Linked DNA regions of Mus musculus: all the other regions are linked to region 3. The links are chromatin contacts, called in public Hi-C maps. All regions are on one chromosome and are shown on one strand. Each heading gives the region's core, a stretch centred on a gene start, on an enhancer-like site or on the middle of the called end of the contact. The rest is flanking DNA. Distances are from core to core; before and after follow the strand shown. Region 1 has its middle 34 kb from the start of Klf3. Region 2 has its middle 14 kb from the start of Gm43837. Region 3 has its middle 9.7 kb from the start of Gm31423. Region 4 has its middle 41 kb from the start of Gm3716.

Region 1 (2,819 bases), core at 64-2,563, 250 kb after region 3:
TTCTGACTGAGGTGGCAGTTCTAAATCATGAACAGAAAACTAGAGGGCTGATACTCCAAGCCCTGCAAGGCTATGGGTACAGAGGAACTTTAATTCAGTAACATGGCTGCTCTAACAAGAGGTCACATCCAAAGATATAAATGCAGGCACATCACACACCTTTAATCCCTCTGTCTGGAATACAGACATACACCTTTAATTCCATATACAATGACATCTAATTGAGGGGCAGACAAAGTGACCAATCAGAGAAACATTCGAAAGAATAACTGAGAGATAGGATAAGCCCAACTCTCATGAGAACAGGCAAGAAAGGGGGGCTACTTAAAGAGCAGTGAAGGAGACAGAATCCAATTCAATCCTGTTCAGTTCTATTCCATTTAGTTCAGTTCAGTTTGGTGCAGTTCAGGGCACTTCTGTCCATGGAGTTCAGAGGCAGTTTTTCCCAAGCAGAGCAATTCAGTCAGAAGCTGAGAGAAGCCGATTTGAAGCAGTTATCTTCAAGAGGAGTTGGAGCCGACAGCTGAGTTGAACCAGCCAGCCAATGTTCAGAAAGAGCTAAGAGAGATGAGTTTATTCAGGAGTAAATTTCATTGGTTGAAACAGTCTAGGCCTAGGTTAGTAGACAGAGGCTGAAAGCTGAAGTCGTCAAGTCCTGGGCTCCCAGAAGATTAGATGTTACAAAGACAAGAAGATTCAAGGACTAGAGAGAGTAAAGGCAGAAAAGAAAATGTTCTAGGCTCAGTCAGCCATGTGTTTGCAGAGCTTGGATATGGCTTTCATCTAATCACTTAATCTGAGGAAATAAAAATTGCATTGACATTTACAACATGACATGAAGATGAGCAGGCCCAACAAGCACTTGTATTGTTAGAGGACCACTTCAGACATTGGGCAGACAAATGTTCAGATTATAGTAGCTATAGAATTGCAGAGAGGCCCATCCGTGTCTCTGTGTACAGTATCCAGCTATTATGTGCTCACAAAAATATCCTTTACCTCACAGAGTTCTTCTAAAAGGTTTCTCAAGGGGCTGGAGACATGGCTTGGTGGTTAAGTGCACTGGCTGCTCTTCCAGAGGACCCAGGTTCAATTCCCAGCTGACAGCTCACAGCTGTGTGTAACTCAAGTTCCAGGAGATCTGGCACCCTCATACAGACATACATACAGGCAAAACACCAACAACGCACATAAAATAAATAAATAAACCTTTTTTAAAAAAACTAAGACTCAGCAAGATTCATGGCTTGGTGCAACTTCCCCATAATGTGTAAGAGAGCCTTTATAGCTGCAGCAGTTAGAGAAATTCAGATTGCTTCTGGCTTGTTGTCTGTTTCATGCTTTTGGTTCGAGGTCTGAATCTAAACTTCCTCCTGCCATGCCTGCTACCTGCTGCCACATCTCCCTGCCATGACAGAGTCTTATCCCTGTCAAGTTTTAATCCCAAATAAACTCTTTTATAAGTTGTCTTGGTCATGGTGCTTTCTCACAGCCACAGAAAAGAGGCCATTGCACAAATTCGTCTAAACTGTTGGACTTGTTGACATAAAATGATCTACAGTTTTTTTCATTATGTTCATATCTATTGTGCCTATAACACATTTTTTTTTCCTACTAGTATTACTAACGTCTGCCCTCTCCCTTTTGAGTCTAGCTGGAGGGTTATAATTTAACTGAACACTTTTAAACCAACATTAGTTTTCATAGTTTCTATCATTTCTTTTTCTTTTCTTTTATTGATATGTGCTTTTTATATTTATGATCTTGTATCTTCTTATTTGGATTTAACTTGTTCATTTCTTGCTTTTTGTCGAGGTGAAATCTTAGATTACTGATTTTTAGACCTTTGTAATATAAGCCTTTACTGTCTCGCATTTGCCTTGGCTAAATCCCACAAGTTTTTGTACATGTGTTTTTATTTTCTCCTAGTTCAAAATATTTTCTGTTTCTTTGTGATTTGTTTCCTTTATCTGTGTGTTGTTTGGAAGTGTCCTGCTTTGTTCCCAAATATTTAGAGATTTTTCCAAATAGCTGCTATTGATTTCTAATTTATTTAATTATAGTCAAAGGACATACTCTATGACTGCAATACTTTTAACTTTGTTGGACTTGTTTCATGGTTAAGTTATGGTCTCCTTTGGTTAATATCCTAAGTGAACTTGAAAAAAAATGTGTATTTAGATGTCTTTGGGGCAAGTCCAATTAGATCCAGTTAATTGATGACAATGTTCACAACTTCAAACTCCTGTTGATTCTATCTTCTTGCTTTGTTGATTATTAAGTGAAAAGTGTTGAAATCTGAAACTGTAACTATAGATTGTTAAACCGTCCTCTCACGAAGAGCTGTGTTTGTAGCTTAGTGGTAGATAACACTTCCAAAGTTCTAGATTCAATCCCCAACCCTGAAGGAAAAAAAAAATCCTTCAGAACTGTGAGGTTTTGCTACAAATGTTTCAAAGCTACCTTGTGCTTAGAGTGGTCAAAAAGTATGCATATCATATCTTTTAGGTGGTATTTACACTTCAACCATTATGAAAAATCTCTTTTCATTACCAGTAACATTTCTATTTTCTATTATCTATTCTGATACTAATACAACCAGTCCAGCTTTCTTGTAATATATATCTGTATAACATGTCTTTTGCCTTTCTTTCAGATGCAGCTGGCTTGTACATTTAAGGTGATTTTCTTGTTTATGTTATATCTTAACTGTTCTTTGACAGTGTGACAACCTCTGACTCTTAAGTGTAGTGTCTAGACCATTTATATTTAATATAATTATCACTGTGGTTAAATTTAAATGAATTATTTGCTAATGT
Region 2 (2,700 bases), core at 57-2,556, 130 kb before region 3:
GCCTGCAAAGGAGATGCTGATTGGCTGAAGGTTTAAGGATGCTGCAAGTGTGGAAGCCAAAGAGGGAGAAGTGCCTGAGACCACCGCCCAGACAGGAGCCATAGCTGACTGTGGAAGGGAGACTAGGAATAGCCACAAGAAAGAAATTTCCATTCAGAAGGAATGGAACGGGCAAAAGAATTTGGGAAGAAGTTGAGTGGTTAATCTACTCAGGTTTTACCTTCTGATGTTGATGTTTCTAAGAAATTGTGATTGCAGAAAGGGTCAGAACATTTTCTGTCTTCTCAGCTACTCAGATTGGAATTTCAGAGTCCACTTGGGCTGGCAGGCTGAGACAGACAGTATCCCCAGACCATGTCCCCCATACCCCTTCCCACAACTCCCCCCCGCCCCCCCGCCCGTACCATCTTCACCTCCAAGGAATGAGGGAACACCTTGGGCAGGTCTGGGCAGGGCAGGCCTGTTTTGCCCAGGTCAGCTGTGGTCGCCTCAGGAATGAGAAAGAAAGCCTGACTATAAACAAGACTTTTTCCACGATCCCTTGATGTGCGCTCCTTATGGGAGGCACAGGACGTCCAGAGCTCTCTTCTCAGTGTTTGGCTAGGGCTTACCTGGCTTCACGCTCTTCACTCTCCTCTACCTCTTGACCTCACATGCTGATTTGTGCTTCTGGGGTCTTACATAATATGTTATCCTGGAATCATGTTTTAAATGGTGCTTTGTGAAAATGGCATTGCTGGGGCTAATGCTGCACCACAAAGTAATCCCTGGAGATGCGGAGTGTGGTCCAGGGCCAGCAGCATCAACATCTCTTGGGAACTTGTTAGAGATACAGGCCCCAGGGTCCTACCTGTGGGTGGAGTACTGCCATCAGAATTTTAACAAGCCCTATGGTGGGTCTGACTTTTGAGCATGCTCCAATTAGGAAGGAAGCTATTTAATGCCAGGAGATGGAACCCTGGGTTTGTAGACTTACCAAGGAACCAAAAATACCATTTGTCTGCTGCAAGACCCTAGGCTTGTTGCACCAGAGGCAGAGATGTGATTTCTTAGCAAGCTAATGAACCTTTGCTCTCCAAGATGGAGGGGGTGTGGGGGGGGGAGGAGCTTTTGACAAGGATGCAGGGGGTGGGGGACTTCCTGATGGGGGCAGGTGACCTTCACAGGAAGGGTTTTGGTTCCAGCACAACTACTGTGAAGGAATGCTCCCATTCAGAGCTGTAGGATGTCCTGAGGGGGGTGGGGGTGGGGGTGGGTACCTCCCTCCCTTCTTGGAAGTTGCCACACCTAATTCTCTAGCATGCCGGCCGGCTGGGAAGAGGAAATGGACTGTGACTGAAGTGAGAGAAGCTCAAATGCTCGGTGAGGGACTTTTCTGAGGGCAGTGCCTGGAACCAACTTTCAGTGTGGGTTGTGCAATCTCCTTTGGACATCTCTTCTTGGGGCAGGAGAATGGAACCGCTAAGTGTCCTGAAGGGACTTTGGTCCTGGCTTTTCATGATGTAGCTCTGTACTCCTGGGGAGATCCCTCAATCTTTCAGGGCCACTAAAGCCTTGCTCATACACCGGAAATGATGATAGCAAGACGGACAGAAGTTTGGCAGGTTTTGGGTACCATCCCAGGTAAGCACCAGTCAGTGCTGGGTCTAGAACAGTGCACTAAGCTTGAGTGGTGCAGACACTGTATCCCCCACACGCTCACTGAAAGGACAAGGGATTCATAGTCTCCCACTGAAGTAGCTGGAAGGCCACCACTCTGCAGCTATTTCAGACCTTTATGCTCAGCACAATATTACCATGATCCTGTTCCCAGAGCTTAATGGAACTCTAGAGAGGTGTTCTTCATGGTGTTTCCTATTGCTGGGATATCTCCTCTTCTGGTCACTTGTCTTTCAGGAGAGTGGTTGTAAGAAAGCCGTGAGGGCTTACATCTCTTCCCAGGCCTGAGGGAGGAAACAGGTAAAAAGAAGAGAAAAATGAAGTCTCTAGGGTAGAACGACAAGGTGTACAGGAGGTAGCAGCTCCCAGCGGGGCTCAGCTGGAGATGGTTGGAAGAGTGACTGTGTCTCCTTCCATCCGCGAACAGTGCAAGCTTCTGCCGGTAAAGGTCACAGCTTACGACGGGGTCTGTCTTTCTCAACACACGGGCTGAGATACAGGTCCTGGGCAGAGCCACTCATAGGAGGGGTGTCTGGTTCTTTGCTTTTAAGCTGTACCGGTGAGGGAAGGCAACTTTGATAGCATCGTAACTGATCAGAGATCAGTACATTGCATAGACCTTGACCATGCACATGGCTTCCGCCCCGGGTGTTATCCCTAGATATTTTATCGTGCCCCAGAGCAGGTGCAGGTCATGCAGGAGAAGCAGGCTGGAAGGGCCCTGGGAGGTCCCCTTTCTGCAGAGTGCTCTGGCCTGCCAGAGAACAGGAACCAACAGCAACAACAACAACAACAAAATCTGGAACTAATGCGTCTGGATTTTTCCCAAGTGGCCTGCTTTTCCCTGTGGGTGAGCTACAGGGTCCCTCTCATAGCCTGCCCTTCCCTCCTGTCCCCCTGTATGGTCATCTCCATGATGGCTAGATATTCCCTTTGTGGCCACCATTAGAAAGTTCAGCAGGGTGAGCTTTTCAGAAAAGCTGCTATTTAAAAACAGGAACCTGAAAGATACATTAACGGGGGGAAGTGGGCGATTATTTG
Region 3 (2,700 bases), core at 92-2,591:
GGGAGCAAGGGAGAGGGGAAGGGGGATTTGTCTTGGAGGGAAATGGGACAAAGGACTTCCTCTGATGGAGAGGAGACAGACCGTCACATAGGAAAATGGTGGTTTATAAAGGGAAAAATGGGAAACCCCGTGTTAGGATGAGGTGTTTAACTTTAATTGGGCATGTTAATTAGGTGAGCCCAAGAGGGCTTTTGACCGCTGGACTTCAGTATTTTGATAGTTGGACCTTGGTAGTCAGCCTCAGGAGGAAGAAGTGGCCAAATAAAGAACGGACCTTGGAGACTAGCATTAGGAATGAAATCTACGGACTTTTAGCAAGACAGAGGGAATTGGGGAGAAGGACGAGGCCTGTCAGAGCCATGACCACCACACTTGACCTAGCCGGAGTCCCTTCAAATTCTTAACCACAGAAAACATGTTGCCACTCTGAGCTCACCTTAACACGGAGAGTGCCATGCAGCCCAAGATGGCCAGCACACTCACTGCCCCTGCCACCATATGCAACTGTAGAGAGAAAGTGAAGGCAAGTGAGAAGCAAACAGCAGATGACAGCCACAGAGAAGCATATGAACAGGAACTTTTAAAGATGGGAAAAGAATTCCTAGTGGGGGACACGAGGAGATATGCATACTCATTACCTTCTCATTATCCTCAAATAATACCGCCCAGCTGCGGCTCCCCTGTAAAGTCAAAAAGTTCCCGTGAGTTGGAAACAGAGCACAAGAGTTTTCTCCTAACACAGGATGGTGCCAAATGTGAGTGCTTACATAAATAGATCAAGAGTCTCTCCACCGAAGACACATCCATGTCCAGGCTTGCCTGTGGCCTGACTCTTCCCCTGACTACATAATGATTAATAGGCTGTAGCAATATAGTGTGCCAGATACCTGTATTTGGTTATGAATGGAGAAATTATTTATAGTTGCCTGAAGCCAGCGTGGCTGTCTGGTACTTCTATGGCTTTATCTTACAAAAATAATATATATCATAAAGAATATATATGTGTGTGTGTGTGTGTGTGTGTAGGTATTTAATATGAATCTGGTGGGTGTTGCCATAACCAACCTTCATAGGTAAAAAAAGAAGGAACAATGTCTTTTCAAGTAGTCATGAGGAAAGTGAGAAAACAAAGCACTTTGTAAATGAATCCCTGACCCTGTGAGAGGAATCTTCACAGAAACCACAAAATGTTGGCTTTTGACTAAGTTCCCAAAAGAAAAAGTCAGTTTCCTGTTTGCTTGGGGTTGTATTTTAATTTCTTTTTGGTTGTGGTTAGATAATTTTCAAGAACATATGGGAAAAGTCTTGGCAGTCAGTCCCTCTCGTCCCCACAGGATGGCAAAAGAAGTGTGCAAATGAAAACGGGACACAGCACTTCAGCCTGACACGATGCCCCATGGTGCCAGCCAGCGGCTTCTTGGGGGATAATTTACAGCTGACGACTGAGGACTTGAGAAACCATGCTCAGCAACAGTTTACAAAGCTGAGAACAGAAAGCAAAGACTGCTGAAACAGCATTAGACACACACACACAGTGTCACACACACACACACAATCACATAATACATACATACTCACACAAACATACACAGACATACACACACATATATATATATACACACATTCACACACACATACACACACACTCATACAGACACGCACATATACAATGCACACATGCATACACATACCCACACATACACACACAAATTCACATACACATACATACATACATACACATACAGATACACACAGAGCTACACACACACACACACACACACACACACACACACACACACTGTCATCTGAGATTAAGTCTGACCAGGCTACTCACAGTGTTAAAAATAATAACCCAAAGTTTTACAGAGCAGCTCAGTAGTTGCACTTAGTGCTATAACGGCATCTTCCTATTTAACCCTAATAACCTTAGATGCTTAGAAAAATAAGGCGGACTGTTTAAAATCCCCAGCCAGCAGGCACTCCAGCTGACTGTTGATGTTGAACACAGCTGTGTCCATAGCCTGAGCTTTTAACCACTAGAACGTGTTGTCAAACCCTGATGTTATAACAAACACTTTTGGTGGAATGGATGGTGTCTTTACCACATCACATATGTTCCTGCTATGAATAGTAAATGAGCATACCGTGAAATAATGAAATAGTTATGATTTTGCACAAATGCTTCGTTACAGAGCCCTTGAGTAGAAACCCTGCCACAGTCAGTGCACAGGTAATTAAAGACATTGTAAATAGTGCATCTTTTACCTTCTCAGCCTTCCGTGATTGATAAAACGCTAGGTAGATTGAGTAGGGATAAAAGACAGAGAACATGGATCATGGGCATCAAGAACTAAACTTGGGATGGCAGTCAAGTTTGTGGCCTCAAAAACATCTTAAAGGGTATTTTTTTGCAATAAATTAACATTTTAGAATTTATGAACTTACAGTACAAATTTCTTAAGCTGACACACGATAAAATGGAAAATATGAATAGCCTCATGTCTATTGAAAGAATTAACTTTGGGGCTAGTGATGTGTCTCAACAGGTAAAGGTACTTGGTGGCAGGCTGGATGGCCTGGGTTCAACACCTGCATCCCACGTGATAGAAGGACAATGGATCTGACTCCCACAAGTTCCCCTTAGACCTCCACACAGGCACTGTGATGCCAAGAAAAATAAAAAGAATTTAAATGTCTATT
Region 4 (2,700 bases), core at 177-2,676, 130 kb after region 3:
GGCTCTTCCCAGTGTAGAAGAGTCCCCTCCCCTCCTGGCTGCCTTTGGATCAAGATGCAGAACTCTGGACTTCTCCAGCACCATGTCCACCTGCATACTGCCTTGCTCCCTGCCATGATGATAATGGACTGAACCTCTGAAACTGTAAGCCACCCCCAGTTAAATTATTATCTTTATATAAGTTGCCTTGGTCATGGTGTCTCTTCACAGCAATGAGACCCTAACAAAGATAAAGACCAAGTGTAAAGTCATCTTAATAGCCTATGTTCTCTCCAACCCATCCCTGTTCCCCTTCACACACACACACACACACACACACACACACCTCCTACTGGGGACTCTGGGGCACCTGGGCACCTGAGCACATTCTTCCAGTGTCCCAGTGTGATTACCTGTGACTTGCTGGTTTAGCAAGGAACATAGCAACGGACCTGCCATGGGGATGATTCAGATCACTAAGGTGTTGGTGTTACTCTGGCCCAGGTCTTCTGACAGGGTGCTGTCTCCATGGCTTTGTAGAGGGATCCAGAGACTGTCAGGAGCTCACCTCAGAGATGCTCAAAGACAGATTCTTGGAAGCAGCAATGATCAGTTTCATCTCTTGCTCATGATATTCAAGTGTCCCTTGGCACTGTGAAACCTTGCTCTACCAAGGTTTTACAGTGCCAAGATGTGATATCTGTAGACTTGCTTTCCTTTTGTAAAGTGTGCTTTATTAAAGAAAAAAAAAAAAAAACCAAAAACCACTTCTTTATACTAATAAGATGTCACGCAAGTAAATCCCCCTTCTAATAAGCAAACATTGGAATCTTCAGTAAGTGGCATGGTAAATTATATTAAATTTTACTGACATCCTTGATCCCTAAAGTGAGTCTGTGGGTCTAATGATAAGCATGGAGAGTAGATAAAGTATGCCAAGGGGCTGTAAGGACCTAGAATGTTGTACGGATTTAATATGTCCTTTGTGATTGGGTCGCTGGCAGATTGTATGAACACATCCCACCTACCTTCGTTCGTGGGACTCAGTCCCAGAGCTGTACTCTTGGCTCAGACACACACTGTCCCTGTCTCTTCAGCTAGTGCTGTCTTGTCAAGATGAGGTTTTGTTATTGTGTTTGCTACTGAACTAGGCAGTGAGCCGCTAAAGACCACTACAGAAAAACCTCTTATATATTTTTTTAAAGCAACAACAACAAAACTGTCTCCAGGAACAAGAAAATCTTCAACAAAACAGTCTGTTTACCCTTGAAAAAAAAACAAGCATGGTCTAACCCTACGGTCCCCACCCCAGAATTACCACAGTTTACCACAGCAGGTACTCAGAAAGACCACAAAATTACTACTGCTGAATAAAGGGCCCCTGTCTCCACACACCCCTTCCTTTAGGAACAACATCTTCTCTAGACCCAAGCGATAACCTTGTGGGGTTCCTTCTGAGTCATACTAGGGGGTGGGGTGTGTATGCCCCAGCTCTGACCTTGTGGCGGCTGGAGGAGAATGACTGATTTCTTCACACTCAAATCTTGGTAAGTCTCATTACAAGTCACTGCAGCTCTGGGTGCCTTAACTCCCAGTGGCATTGTCAGGTTGGTTGACAAGGACTCCCTATCCCTTCCCCAGATGATGTGAATTCTGACCTCTGGTAGACCTTGACCCCACAGATTCAGAATCCCAGAGCAGCAGAACTCAAATTATAAATATATTTTATATTTATACTTTATGAAAGTGGCTTGCATACAGGCATTCATTAAAAATTTTGACATTGTGTCAAGTATGGGTGTCCACACCTTTAATCCCAGAGCAGAGGCAGGTGGACCTCTGTGAGTTTGAGGCCAGCCTGGTCTATTGAGTTCCAAGACAGCCAGGCTGTTACAGAGAGAGACTCTGTCTCATAATAAAAACAAATAAAAACGAAAAGATTAACAGTACTAAATTTATTAAAACTAGGATAGAAATAACAAAAACATCCTTAGATTTAAAATATATTTCTGGAAAACATAAAAGTATATAATATAGAGTAATTGGCCCGAGGATCACGTTCTGGTGTGTGAGACCCATCTACAGATGATTCTTAGGTTTTTAAGAGCGCCAAACAAAATTTAAAAGAAACTATTTCATAACCTATGAAATTCAGATTTCACTGTCTACACCTAAGGTCCTGGCACAGAGCTAGGTCCACTCACTCACAGTGTGTGTCTGTGGCACTACTTAGACACCTCCTCGGCATAGCAGGACTCTGGCTGGGACAGTGTGTGGCCCACAAAGTACAAAGTACTTACTGTCTGGCTCTTTAGAGAGGGAGCTTGTTGGCCTTTAGAGTAAAGGAAGATAGTATTCAAACTTGTTCTTTCCCAAAGCAACATCTTTTTTTGTTTCTCTGTTTCATGTCTGCTGGCAGAGAAGCTCATGGATTATCTCATTTGTGCATTCTTAGAATAATTAATATTTATTCTTAGAACAAACAAGACTTTTCTCCTAAAGGAATAGAGCTCAATTGCTGTAAAAATAAAGAGTAATGGAGGAGTAAGGCAGGCTGCCATTACCAGTAAATGACGGTGATATCCAGAGAAGATGTCTTCCTGTGTGTCCTTCCAGCCTCGTGGGGCTGTGAGTCAGGGAGGGGAGGCAGATGCATGCACGTATGTGTCCACATGTCTGGTGGTAGCCAGAGGTGTCATTTCTCACCCACTGTCCACCTTG

Evidence for each region. A called contact is a pair of places that touch in the nucleus more often than the background predicts.
Region 1: a contact with region 3 is called in a Hi-C map of bone marrow-derived macrophages, with 29 read pairs. The contact joins two enhancer-like sites. A contact is called at or near these places in 1 of 484 Hi-C or Micro-C datasets (bone marrow-derived macrophages) and 4 of 115 datasets of contacts at active chromatin or transcription factors (the NIH/3T3 cell line, bone marrow-derived macrophages, embryonic stem cells and 1 more).
Region 2: a Hi-C map of bone marrow-derived macrophages shows a contact between it and region 3, with 45 read pairs. The contact joins two enhancer-like sites. A contact is called at or near these places in 3 of 15 datasets of contacts at CTCF or cohesin (the NIH/3T3 cell line, large pre-B cells and pro-B cells), 19 of 484 Hi-C or Micro-C datasets (the 3T3-L1 cell line, 3T3-L1-derived adipocytes, B cells and 12 more), 5 of 115 datasets of contacts at active chromatin or transcription factors (the NIH/3T3 cell line, bone marrow-derived macrophages, embryonic stem cells and 1 more) and 2 of 9 other capture datasets (adipose tissue and embryonic stem cells).
Region 4: a Hi-C map of pancreatic cancer cells shows a contact between it and region 3, with 1.7 times the contacts expected there. The contact joins two enhancer-like sites. A contact is called at or near these places in 10 of 39 promoter capture datasets (the C10 cell line, cranial neural crest, embryonic stem cells and 6 more), 11 of 484 Hi-C or Micro-C datasets (the 3T3-L1 cell line, 3T3-L1-derived adipocytes, B cells and 7 more) and 6 of 115 datasets of contacts at active chromatin or transcription factors (CD8 T cells, craniofacial prominence, embryonic forebrain and 3 more).

The regions. Positions count from the first base shown.
Region 1 is chr5:64,768,253-64,771,071 of GRCm38.p6, forward strand. No RefSeq gene overlaps it. Among named protein-coding and RNA genes, the nearest start is that of Klf3, 34 kb to the right of the region's middle. Within about 2 kb of position 1,314, at least 2 of the 459 cell types and tissues checked have an H3K27ac peak or open chromatin away from gene starts, as enhancers often do. A contact at or near this core is called in bone marrow-derived macrophages, where this site is marked.
Region 2 is chr5:64,390,280-64,392,979 of GRCm38.p6, forward strand. No RefSeq gene overlaps it. Among named protein-coding and RNA genes, the nearest start is that of Gm43837, 14 kb to the left of the region's middle. Within about 2 kb of position 1,307, at least 53 of the 459 cell types and tissues checked have an H3K27ac peak or open chromatin away from gene starts, as enhancers often do. A contact at or near this core is called in bone marrow-derived macrophages and pro-B cells, where this site is marked.
Region 3 is chr5:64,520,835-64,523,534 of GRCm38.p6, forward strand. No RefSeq gene overlaps it. Among named protein-coding and RNA genes, the nearest start is that of Gm31423, 9.7 kb to the right of the region's middle. Within about 2 kb of position 1,342, at least 42 of the 459 cell types and tissues checked have an H3K27ac peak or open chromatin away from gene starts, as enhancers often do. A contact at or near this core is called in bone marrow-derived macrophages, pancreatic cancer cells and pro-B cells, where this site is marked.
Region 4 is chr5:64,650,200-64,652,899 of GRCm38.p6, forward strand. No RefSeq gene overlaps it. Among named protein-coding and RNA genes, the nearest start is that of Gm3716, 41 kb to the left of the region's middle. Within about 2 kb of position 1,427, at least 37 of the 459 cell types and tissues checked have an H3K27ac peak or open chromatin away from gene starts, as enhancers often do. A contact at or near this core is called in pancreatic cancer cells, where this site is marked.